Regions from separate parts of the Mus musculus genome. Here region 1 is linked to region 2. Evidence: chromatin contacts called from public promoter capture Hi-C data. All regions are on one chromosome and are shown on one strand. Each heading gives the region's core, a stretch centred on a gene start, on an enhancer-like site or on the middle of the called end of the contact. The rest is flanking DNA. Distances are from core to core; before and after follow the strand shown. Region 1 holds the start of Mrap (melanocortin 2 receptor accessory protein). Region 2 overlaps Urb1 (URB1 ribosome biogenesis 1 homolog (S. cerevisiae)).

What was found. Promoter capture Hi-C pulls out the DNA fragments that hold promoters and counts their contacts.
Region 1: a contact with region 2 is called in a promoter capture Hi-C map of embryonic stem cells, with 3 times the contacts expected there. The contact joins the promoter of Mrap here to the enhancer-like site in region 2. A contact is called at or near these places in 19 of 39 promoter capture datasets (the 3T3-L1 cell line, 3T3-L1-derived adipocytes, the HPC-7 cell line and 12 more), 4 of 484 Hi-C or Micro-C datasets (brown adipocytes and liver), 1 of 115 datasets of contacts at active chromatin or transcription factors (embryonic stem cells) and 4 of 9 other capture datasets (adipose tissue, embryonic stem cells, liver and 1 more).

Annotation. Positions count from the first base shown.
Region 1 is chr16:90,734,951-90,739,567 of GRCm38.p6, reverse strand. Mrap (melanocortin 2 receptor accessory protein) reads right to left here and starts at 1,361. Exons shown (of 3, transcript NM_029844.4): 1 at 899-1,361. The coding sequence starts at 1,004.
Region 2 is chr16:90,773,890-90,778,576 of GRCm38.p6, reverse strand. Urb1 (URB1 ribosome biogenesis 1 homolog (S. cerevisiae)) reads left to right here. Exons shown (of 39, transcript NM_029497.1): 20 at 1,005-1,223; 21 at 2,273-2,452; 22 at 3,676-4,528. Among named protein-coding and RNA genes, the nearest start is that of Urb1, 34 kb to the left of the region's middle. Within about 2 kb of position 1,401, at least 11 of the 459 cell types and tissues checked have an H3K27ac peak or open chromatin away from gene starts, as enhancers often do. A contact at or near this core is called in embryonic stem cells, where this site is marked.

The DNA.
Region 1 (4,617 bases), core at 112-2,611, 39 kb after region 2:
CCAGGGGGAAAGGACACAGGGACCAGGGAGGGTGATAGGGGCTGAATAGGATCAAAGCCATGGTCATGCACACCTATGGCCCCAGCACCTGGGTTACCGAGGCAAGAGGATTGCTGTGAGTTTGAGCAAAGCCTGTGCTATGTAGTGAGTACCAGCAGAGCCAAAGCTATGTAATAAGATCCCCCTTCTCAAAGAAACAAAGACAAAGAAAACCACACTATCTACATTATCTGCATTAGGAAATGTTATAATGAAACCCATTATTTTATTCAATTAATATACACTAATAAATATAAAATAAATAGAAACAGAAATAAAATAAATATAAAAATAAGGTGTATGAGAGAGAGACAGAGAGACAGAGAGACAGAGAGACAGAGACAGAGACAGAGACGAGACAGAGACAGAGACAGAGACAGAGACAGAGACAGAGACAGAGACAGAGACAGAGACAGAGACAGAGAGGTGAACAAATGCATTCATCTTAAAAGGTCACTCTGAGTTAGCGAGAGAGCTCCGCGGATGAAAGGCTCCCAAGCCGGGCAGTTTCCATACCAGGGGCTCATGTGCTGGAGGAAATAGAACAAGTCCCCACGCTGTCTTCTGACCTTCACAGCTGTACCCCCACCCCCTAAATAAATAGATGTGAATTTTTAAAAGAAACATTTTGCTTGATTTTATGGCAAGTTAACTCAGAGAAAGTTTACTACTGAAAGTTACAGATACAGTTTGAGTCCCATGCCTGATTCGCTTATGTCTGTGTGAGCACCAGCCATGTTAACCCTGCTGAGCATGTCTGCCAGAGTTAGTAAGGGACGGGCAAAGCCAAGAGGGCCTCACCCCCGGCTCAGCCCCAGCCCCAGCCTCTGCCTGGTCACCTTCCTGTGTTCCGACTTACGCTTGTTGGCTTTCAGCTTCTTCTCGTCCACAGGAATGAGGTCTATGTAGTCCAGGTAATACTCATAGCTGGTGAGCGGGACAGAGGCGTCGGTCCCGTTGGCCATGACTGTGGCTTTGACGACAGTGTCTGTCAGAGGCTCGCACCCACAGCTGGGCCGTGAGCCCCAGAGACAAGATTGCTTAACTAATTTCTATCAGAATCACCCGGCTTGTCTGTGGCTCTCCCGGCATGGGGCCTGCCTACTTATCAGAGCTGCATGGCTGGAAGGTCAGGGGGCCGTTCCCCTGTAGGGCTTCTGGTTCCTGTCTCTCCTGGACAAACCTCCAAAGGCTACTAGAGACGCGGCTTCCCATTCGGCTCTAGCTTGCCTCTCCGTGGAAGGATGAGGAACTGGGCAAGAACTCAGATGACGGCAGAAAGTGCCTAGCAGTGCTGGACATGACCGTCCTCTCTTGCCTCTGATAAATGAATAGTTAATGCAATCGCAAGGGAAGCCTGCCAGCGTCCTTGACTTACTCTGAGGCAGTTCTCCGTGCTATTAAGCAACCAGTAGACCTCTGGCTTGGATTCCGAAGGCAGGCCCCGTATGTACTCTGCGATGTGCATGTTAACTAGAACCCCCAATCGCACCTCTTAGCTGAATGTGTCCCCAGCTTTTACCCAAGCTTCCAGGAACCCGCGGTATATCTGGTCAGCAGCCCACAGGACTGAGCACAAGGGTCGACCCAGCTCTTAGCTGACACCGAGGGTAAGGAGGAATCCAGGCTTCTGAGGGGCCTGCTCCTAGGTTATTGCTCCTGACGTTCAGTCTTTCACACAAGACCTATGTGCTGCACCCAGACTATGAAGACTATTGGTAGGAGCAGCTAATCCGCGAGGCACCGTGGGATAGATAGTGCCTTTGGAGTTAGGCACTATCTCGTCACTGATCCCGGGTCCTTTTAACAGTTGACCAGGCAAGTTCCTGTTGTCTGCAGACACTGTCTTATTTTTTTTTTTTTATTTTTTATTTTTGGTTTTTTCGAGACAGGGTTTCTCTGTATTGCCTGGTGAGTCCTGGGACTCACTCTGTAGACCAGGCTGGCCTCGAACTCAGAAATCCGCCTGCCTCTGCCTCCCGAGTGCTGGGATTAAAGGCGTGCGCCACCACGCCCGGCCAGACACTGTCTTATAACTGAGCTCACTTCTGACATAAACTGCTCAAAGTTGACAGATGCCCTAGGGTTCTGGGCGCAGTCGCACAGAATCACACGTCTCTCCCCATGGCAGCTGTTAATCCTAAACCCTACGTTGTCACCTCAGTTCTGACGTACTGGCTGGACGCGGAGGGTCCCACAAGCCCCTCCCCTCAGGTTCAGTCATGTGCTGAAATAGTTTCAGGACTCGGGAGAGCAATCCCTTACTGGATTCCTAGTGTAGCCTAAATGGACACAACTCGCATATAGTCAGACGGAAGCTGTTGCTACCAAGCCAGGCCCGATTTGCACAACACAGAGCATGCCAACCTTTGGAAGTGCTTTGTACAGCAGAGTCTGTGTGAGGCAAAGGGTAAAGGCACAGAGGCCTCAACTCTGTGACCCTGAGGAGAGGGGGCAGGGACACTTAAAACCGCAGAGAGACAGGCTGCTCTGAGACTTTCATAAAAGACGATTGGAGGGAAGGGATAAGAGTTATGGGTGGCCTGAGTATGTGTCATCAAGTTTTGTGGCTCTTCACAGAACACAGTGGCGTTAGTATGCTTTACTGGTAATCTGCAGCTCTCTGACCTCATGCACAGGAACAAGCAGGGGGTGGGGGGAGTGGGAGGTCAGTGTGTCAGCGTTCACTGAAGGCAGACCAGAGCAGCCTCCAGATTCTGAACAACGCAGGCAACTGTTAGCACACGTCAAAGGGGTTACCTGGAACAAAGCCATGGAGAGTGTGGCTTAGCCCTGCGACCACCAAAGCTGTGGCTAGAAGCTACAGCTGTGACTAAAAGCCAAGGAAGCAAAGGTGTTTACACTAAGGACGCTTCCCTTCATTTTGAGGTGTTAGGTGGAGGTAGGGAGCTTCCTGGCCTTCTCCAGGTCCATCCCCTCCTCCCCCAACAGCCCCTCCCCTCCTGCAATGGGGGGCTACCCCAAACTCCTTGTAGAGGATCTCAGGGTTCTAGTGCGCACAGAGGTCCTATGACTGGTCTCAATCTCCAGGTGAGATCTATCCTTAAGGCTCTCCCCAGAGACTAAAGTATGGTATAGGCTAAGAGTTCCAGTTCTCATTCTCTCTCTCAACTCTCTCTCTCTCTTGCCCCCTCCCCCTTTTTGGTTTTTCAAGACAGGGTTTCTCTGTATAGCCCTGGAACTCACTCTGTAGACCGGGCTGACCTCGAACTTCAAGAAATCCACCACTGCCAGGCTGAGTTCCAGTTCTCTAATAGCTATGACTGGGTCCTCTGACAGCTCCCAAGTCTCTACCTATCACCTCATTAGCATAAGCCCAGGTATGGATGAATGAAGTTGGTGACTCAGGAACTCCATCTGAGACCTATGTATTTGATCACATAACACAGCCCAGCACACCTTTGATTTCCAGCTCCCCCTGCCAGCACATACAAAGGGATCACTCCGTTCTGTTCCTACCTAGTGTTGTAGGGACACCGTGTAATTCGTTTTCCCACAGTGGTAAGCATTTAGATTTTTTTCAACAGGGGGCCCTTGGATAGGAGCTGTCCTTGTGACTTGCTTTGGCTTTGAGTAGAGGTCCTATTGACCCAGGATGTGACTCAGTGGCAGAGTACTCGCAGAGCTTCTACAAGGCCTTGGGTTGGTTCAGTTCTCAGCATTGAGAAAACAACAAACAAATCCCACAAAGACGTTGTGTAAGTTCCAGGCCAAGGTCTCAGGAGTTTGACTCACATTCTCCAGCAGCACTGACAGCAGGGGCTGGCCTCCTGGGAGCCAGGGGCAAACTGGACAGTGAGAGTGAGGTGAACCCCCACAGCACTGCCACCTCCATGGTATGCAGATGGCTGTAGATCGGTGAGGAAGGAAGCAGTCTAAACCCGGAGGTCAACTCCCCCCCTCCCAGCCTGCTTCACATGGGCAGTCCATAGAGTTGTGAGAATTTGTGCTAAGTGAAAGTTGGTGTGTGTGTTGATGTGCCTCCTCTCTCTCTCTCTCTCTCTGTGTGTGTGTGTTGATGTGCCTCCTCTCTCTTTCTCTCTCTCTCTCCCTCTCTCTCTCTCTCTCTCTCTCGCTCGCTCACTCTCCATGCCCCCTTTCTCTCCCTCTCTCCGTGTAGGCCAGAGGACAATCTTGAGTATCACTTTTGTGTCATTCCTTGAGGGCCATGCACCTTGTTTTCTGAGGTTCTCTCTCACTGACCTGGATGGAGCTCAACCAGTGAGCTAGGCTGACTGGCCTGTGAGCCCCAAGGGTGCCTGTATCCACCTCCAGGGCAGAGATAACAGCATGAACCGTCTGTCACCTCTGGTTACTTTCTGACATGGGTTCTGGGGTCCTCATGTTCTCAAGGCAAATCCGTTAACAGTGGGGGGCGCCTCCCCAGGCCAGACGGCTGCTGTTGTAAGTCACGAACTTTGGGGTGCTGTCTTGTACAGCACGGGGTAACTGGTGAAATGCCATGTTTCTGCCCTTTATGGTTTCAGTTCTTTCTGTCCCTCCACTTTGACATGTTCAGTCCTTCATTCCACAGTTTAAAAAGTAAAATTGGTCAGA
Region 2 (4,687 bases), core at 152-2,651:
CTTTTTCTTATGATGGCAGCCATTTTGGTGGTATTCTGTGTGTATTTTAAGCCATTTGATCCACTACCTCTGAGAGGCAGGCCAAGACTGATCACCCTTTATATACACGTGAAGAGAGCTTGCACCAGCAGTTAGCGATGGGACAAGGTTTAGTCAGTCTGTTTGCAGAGCTTATGTTCAGAATAGGGATTGCCACTTTCCTCTGTAAAGAGGCCATGGTCACCAACAGTCACCAGATGGTTTAGTTCAGTGCCACTCTGCCTGTGCCAGCCGTGTTGGTGTCCACCCTCTGGAGTGGATCCCAGCTGGATTCATCCTTTGTGGTACTTATTTAAACCTGGTTGCCAGGCTCTGGTCATAATCGTGACCTAGCTAGCCGCTATGGAGTGGGGTCCTAAGACCCAGCCTTTGTCCCACTGTCTCAGGTAATGCTGCTGCTACCCTGGTCCTCAGACCGTGCTTTGAGAACCACTGGGCTTCTGGACACAGTGTCTGAGCTCATTAGCTAAAGGAAGTCATGTGTGTGAGTCATGTATAGATTTAAATGGCAGTTTGGCAGTTATTAGGGAATAACTTGTTTGGAGCAGGACTGCTCTGGATCCTTTTCCTTTAACTATTCCCCCTCCCCAGTCCTTTGACAAGATATTGAGGGGTGGGCAGGTAGCTTGCAGCAGGCCTTTGCTTTAGGTGGGGTGCTTTTCTAGTTTGCAGCAAATCTTCCTGGTAACACAGTGATCAAACCCTATGTCTGAGGCAGTCAGCTCCTCACTGAAAGGTCTGTTTGTACCGAGTGCTAGGTACCTGTGCATTCTGTCAGCAGGTACACTTTAGGATAATCTCTGGCTGTCAGTGTTGGGATGGAGTTCCCTTGAGTACAGTGCCACACTGCCCTGCATGCTTAGTGTGAAATGCCCTTCATTACACATTACCACAGTTGTCAGCAGTGTGTGTAGCCTTTGCTTCTGAGGTCATTTCCTTCCCATCCTATCCTTTTGATCCCTCAGCCGCTGCAGGTGTCCAGCAGCTCAGGACCATGTACACTCCCGCCATCTTCCTGCTTCTCCACGCTGCTGCAAACAGCCTATGAAAGCCAGACACTTGGGGATAAGAGTGTTCAGGCACAGCTTCTCGCCGCTGTCCCAAGCCTGGCTCTGCAGCACATGCTGCGCTCAGCCAAGCAGGTACTGCTGTACCTCAAGAGCACCGTGGAGAACTTCAGCCAGGTTAGTGCCTTCCCTTCTCCTCCAGCCCCCCACATGCAGAGCATGTGCTCTTTTGAGTCTGCACCACGGGGAGGGACAGGAATCCGGATAATGCCACAAGGCAGACCCCAGTTCTAGGACCTGACTCTTAGCTCTGCAGTTCCCGTGCTGGGCCCCTCCTTGAACAGCTGTGCAGAGGCAGCAGCGCTCGTCTGTCGGGGTAGTGTGTGGACTCAGGACAAGGCCCTTCCTGTGGTGCCCGGCCATTGCAGCATGTCCAGGCTTGTCTTCCATGGATTGTGAGTCCAGCAGCTCACGTTTGAACTCGGCTGCTGTGCTTTTACACTTTCCTACATTAGGTTTCCTGGCTGATCCGGTCCTCTTATTAAATAAAAAAAGCCAGGGGGTGGTACACATTACCTTTAATTACTTTTAATCCCAGCACTCGGAAGACAGGCAGACTGATCTCTGTGAGTTCCAGGATAGCCAAGTTTACAAATAGAAACCCTGTCTTGAAAAATCAAAACCACCCTCCCCCCCCAAAAACAGCCTTCATACATTTATTTATTTACTATAGTGTTGTGTATTTATGTGCACATGCGTGCATGTGGAGGCCAGAGGCTGGCATGTAGGAGTCGATTTTCTTTCACAGTGTGGCTCCTGGGGACTGCACTCATCAAGCCTAGTGCCTTTACCTGCCAAGCCATCCTTCGCCTTACTTTAGCTGAGTTAACATTTGTATCTCACTGAGGTGTTAGGAAGACGAATTTGCCTTACCCCATGCCCCTGTGAGTAGTGAGGACATGTGAGTAGTGAGGACATGCCAAGTGCTCTCTTGGCTACAGCTTGGGCTAATCTGGGGAAGGACGGTGGGAAGGGAAGATGGATTGCCTTATAGTTGTGGAGGAAGCCCAATCTCCCATGTGAGAGGAACTTGGAAACTCTGCATCCAAGTCTTCCCTCGTTGGCCTTCCCCTCCAGTTTCCTGCTGTGATTCCACAGGGGCCTGGCAGTCACTACTCTGTGACTGGTCAGCCCTTCCTTGTCTGAGGGCCATGTGTTTCTTCCAGCTGGGCAGAAGTGTGGGCCCAGCTCTGCTTCAGTCCCTCCTGGGCCTCCTTAAGCAGCTGGTCATCCACGCTGAGCGGCTGGACGCCCAGAACCAGCAGAAGCTAGAGGCTGCCCGGGCCGAGTCGGATCTCTTTTTGGACATGGAGTCTGTGGCTTCCCTTGAGTTGGCTACTGACAAGGTATTCCCCTCCCCCACTCGGCCTGTCAGCCTTTTCCCACAAGCTTTCAGGTACTGGCTATTTCTGAGTTGTATGTTCACTGTAGGAAATAGAGAAATGTAGAAAACTACACCTGAGATGTTGCAAGCCATCTATTACCCGTGCCCAGGGAGAGCAGCTTAATTTGGGTTTTTTCTTTCCAATTAGTCCTTTATAGTCAAGCCAGCACTCAGCTCTTGTTTGTATCTATACCCTGAGCCTCCTGAGGACGTCCGAGTGAGGGTCAGGTAACTGTGTGCTGCTGACTGGGGCTCATGTCTGCTGCAGCAGCGCTCTCCTGTTGTAGTATGCCAGGTAACTCCCAGTGGGCTTGGAGAGAAGTAAGTTCTCATTTCAGTCTGACTGAAATAGGCTGCTTTCTCCCTTGACCTCCACATTGGTTTCTGGGAGATGGATCTCTGGGTTCTGTTTGGCAAAGCCTTGTTGGAAAGGGGATAGGTTCCTTTGCTTCCCTCAGAAACAAACATGGTATAAGAAACTTGTTGGTGTCCCTGGGAATCAGTAGGCCATCTTACAGGAATCGTGTTTGGTAAGACTAGGAGAGATAGACCGGGCTCGGTCATTTTCCAGCCTGCCTGTTAGGACTTAGAATTCACCTGGGCCAGAACTCATTTCTTGGGGGGCCTTGAAAGTGGAGACAGGGTTGGCTTCAGTACATAGTTGTGCGTTAGTTTCTGTCCAACCTCCCCAAGGACATTGTCTAACTTTGATCACTCTGCCCCAATTGTTAGGATAGAACCATCCCTCCACCAGGTCTGTTCAGTAGAGCAAAGCCACCAGCGAGGCACTGACAGGCGGCAGGTGACCTGCTATTACTCCCTTGTTGTTTCTGCATGGCCATCTCCTCCGTTGAATGACAGGGAAGGCAGTTTTGCTGTGTTATGTCTGAGCTGCTGGGGAATGATGACTAGGCGGGCACACACTGTCCCCTAGGCTGGTTGTCATTGTTGTGCAGGGAGTGGATGGGAGGTGCAGACAGCCCAGAGGACCATAGTGTCCTGAGAGCACCACAGTCAGGAGGTGGCAGGCATGCCTGAGAGTGACATTACAAGTTGGGGTAGGACAGAGCAGGTTTACAAAGTGCTCCTTCATCTGTCTCACTGAGAACACAGAACGCTTTCGGTAGCTGTGGCCTCCCTCTGGCTCTGTGATGAATGAAGTATGCCCTTGACTTTGTTTTTCAGACGATAGAGGAGCTGCTGCTGGCTATCCTTAAACATCCCACACTGGAGACTTGGTTTCTCGCCCTGGAGCAGAAAGCCTTGCCCCCCCACACGCTCAGCCCTATTCTTGTGAAGCTCCTAGCAGCCCACTTCAGTGCAGGGGTTCTTCAGCTACTGGTGGCAAGTTCCCCAATTCTCCATAAACTGGGCCAGTTGGGCCTTCTGGCAAAGTACTCAGAAGCCATCACTCAAAGTGTGCTGATAGAGCTCCGCACAAGGACTCTGAACTCAACCTCAACGCCCAAGACTCTGCCTCAGCTGGAGGCCCTGCGAGAGCTGCACCCGTACATGGAAGGTGTCCAGATTCGAGAAGTCACCCTGGCCCTACTGGCCCTGCCAGAGGCCCACCTGCTGACCCAGCAAGGCACACAGTCTCTTGGGAAGGAGAGACACTTAAGCAGTCTTGGAAAGACCCTGGTACAACTGCTGGCAAGCAGCCACCAGGATCAGCTGCAGAGCAGTGAGCTACTCTGGTGCGCCGAGTATGTGCGAGGCCTGGGGGCTCTGCTCCCCACTCTGGCTGAGCATGAGCTGGACACGGTATTCCTTCAGACTCTTCAGAAAGACCCCGTGCTGGCCCCTGTGGTCCCCGAGGGCGTGCTTGAGTACTGCCTGGCCCGACGGACACAGACAGCCCTGGGCATTGCCAGCCTCCTGCTTCAGTACAGCGGCACCCACCTTGTGAAGTTTGAGCTGTGGTGTGGGCAGCCTGGTGTGGGGCCCACCTTGCAGGAGCACCTAGATGACTTCTTCCCCCTTATCCATGTGTACCTCCAGCACAGGGCGCAAGGAAGCTTCATGCGGCCAACAGGAGGTATGGGAAGAGCTGGCTTGGGCAACTTATGAGTTTCCACTGGAAAGATAGACTGGTTTGCCATCTTAGACCCTGTCACTTACGTATGCGCACAGGGCAGTCCTGCTCCTTATCCTCACTGGAACCTCTTTAGGCTCAGAAAGATGAGACATCTTGTCC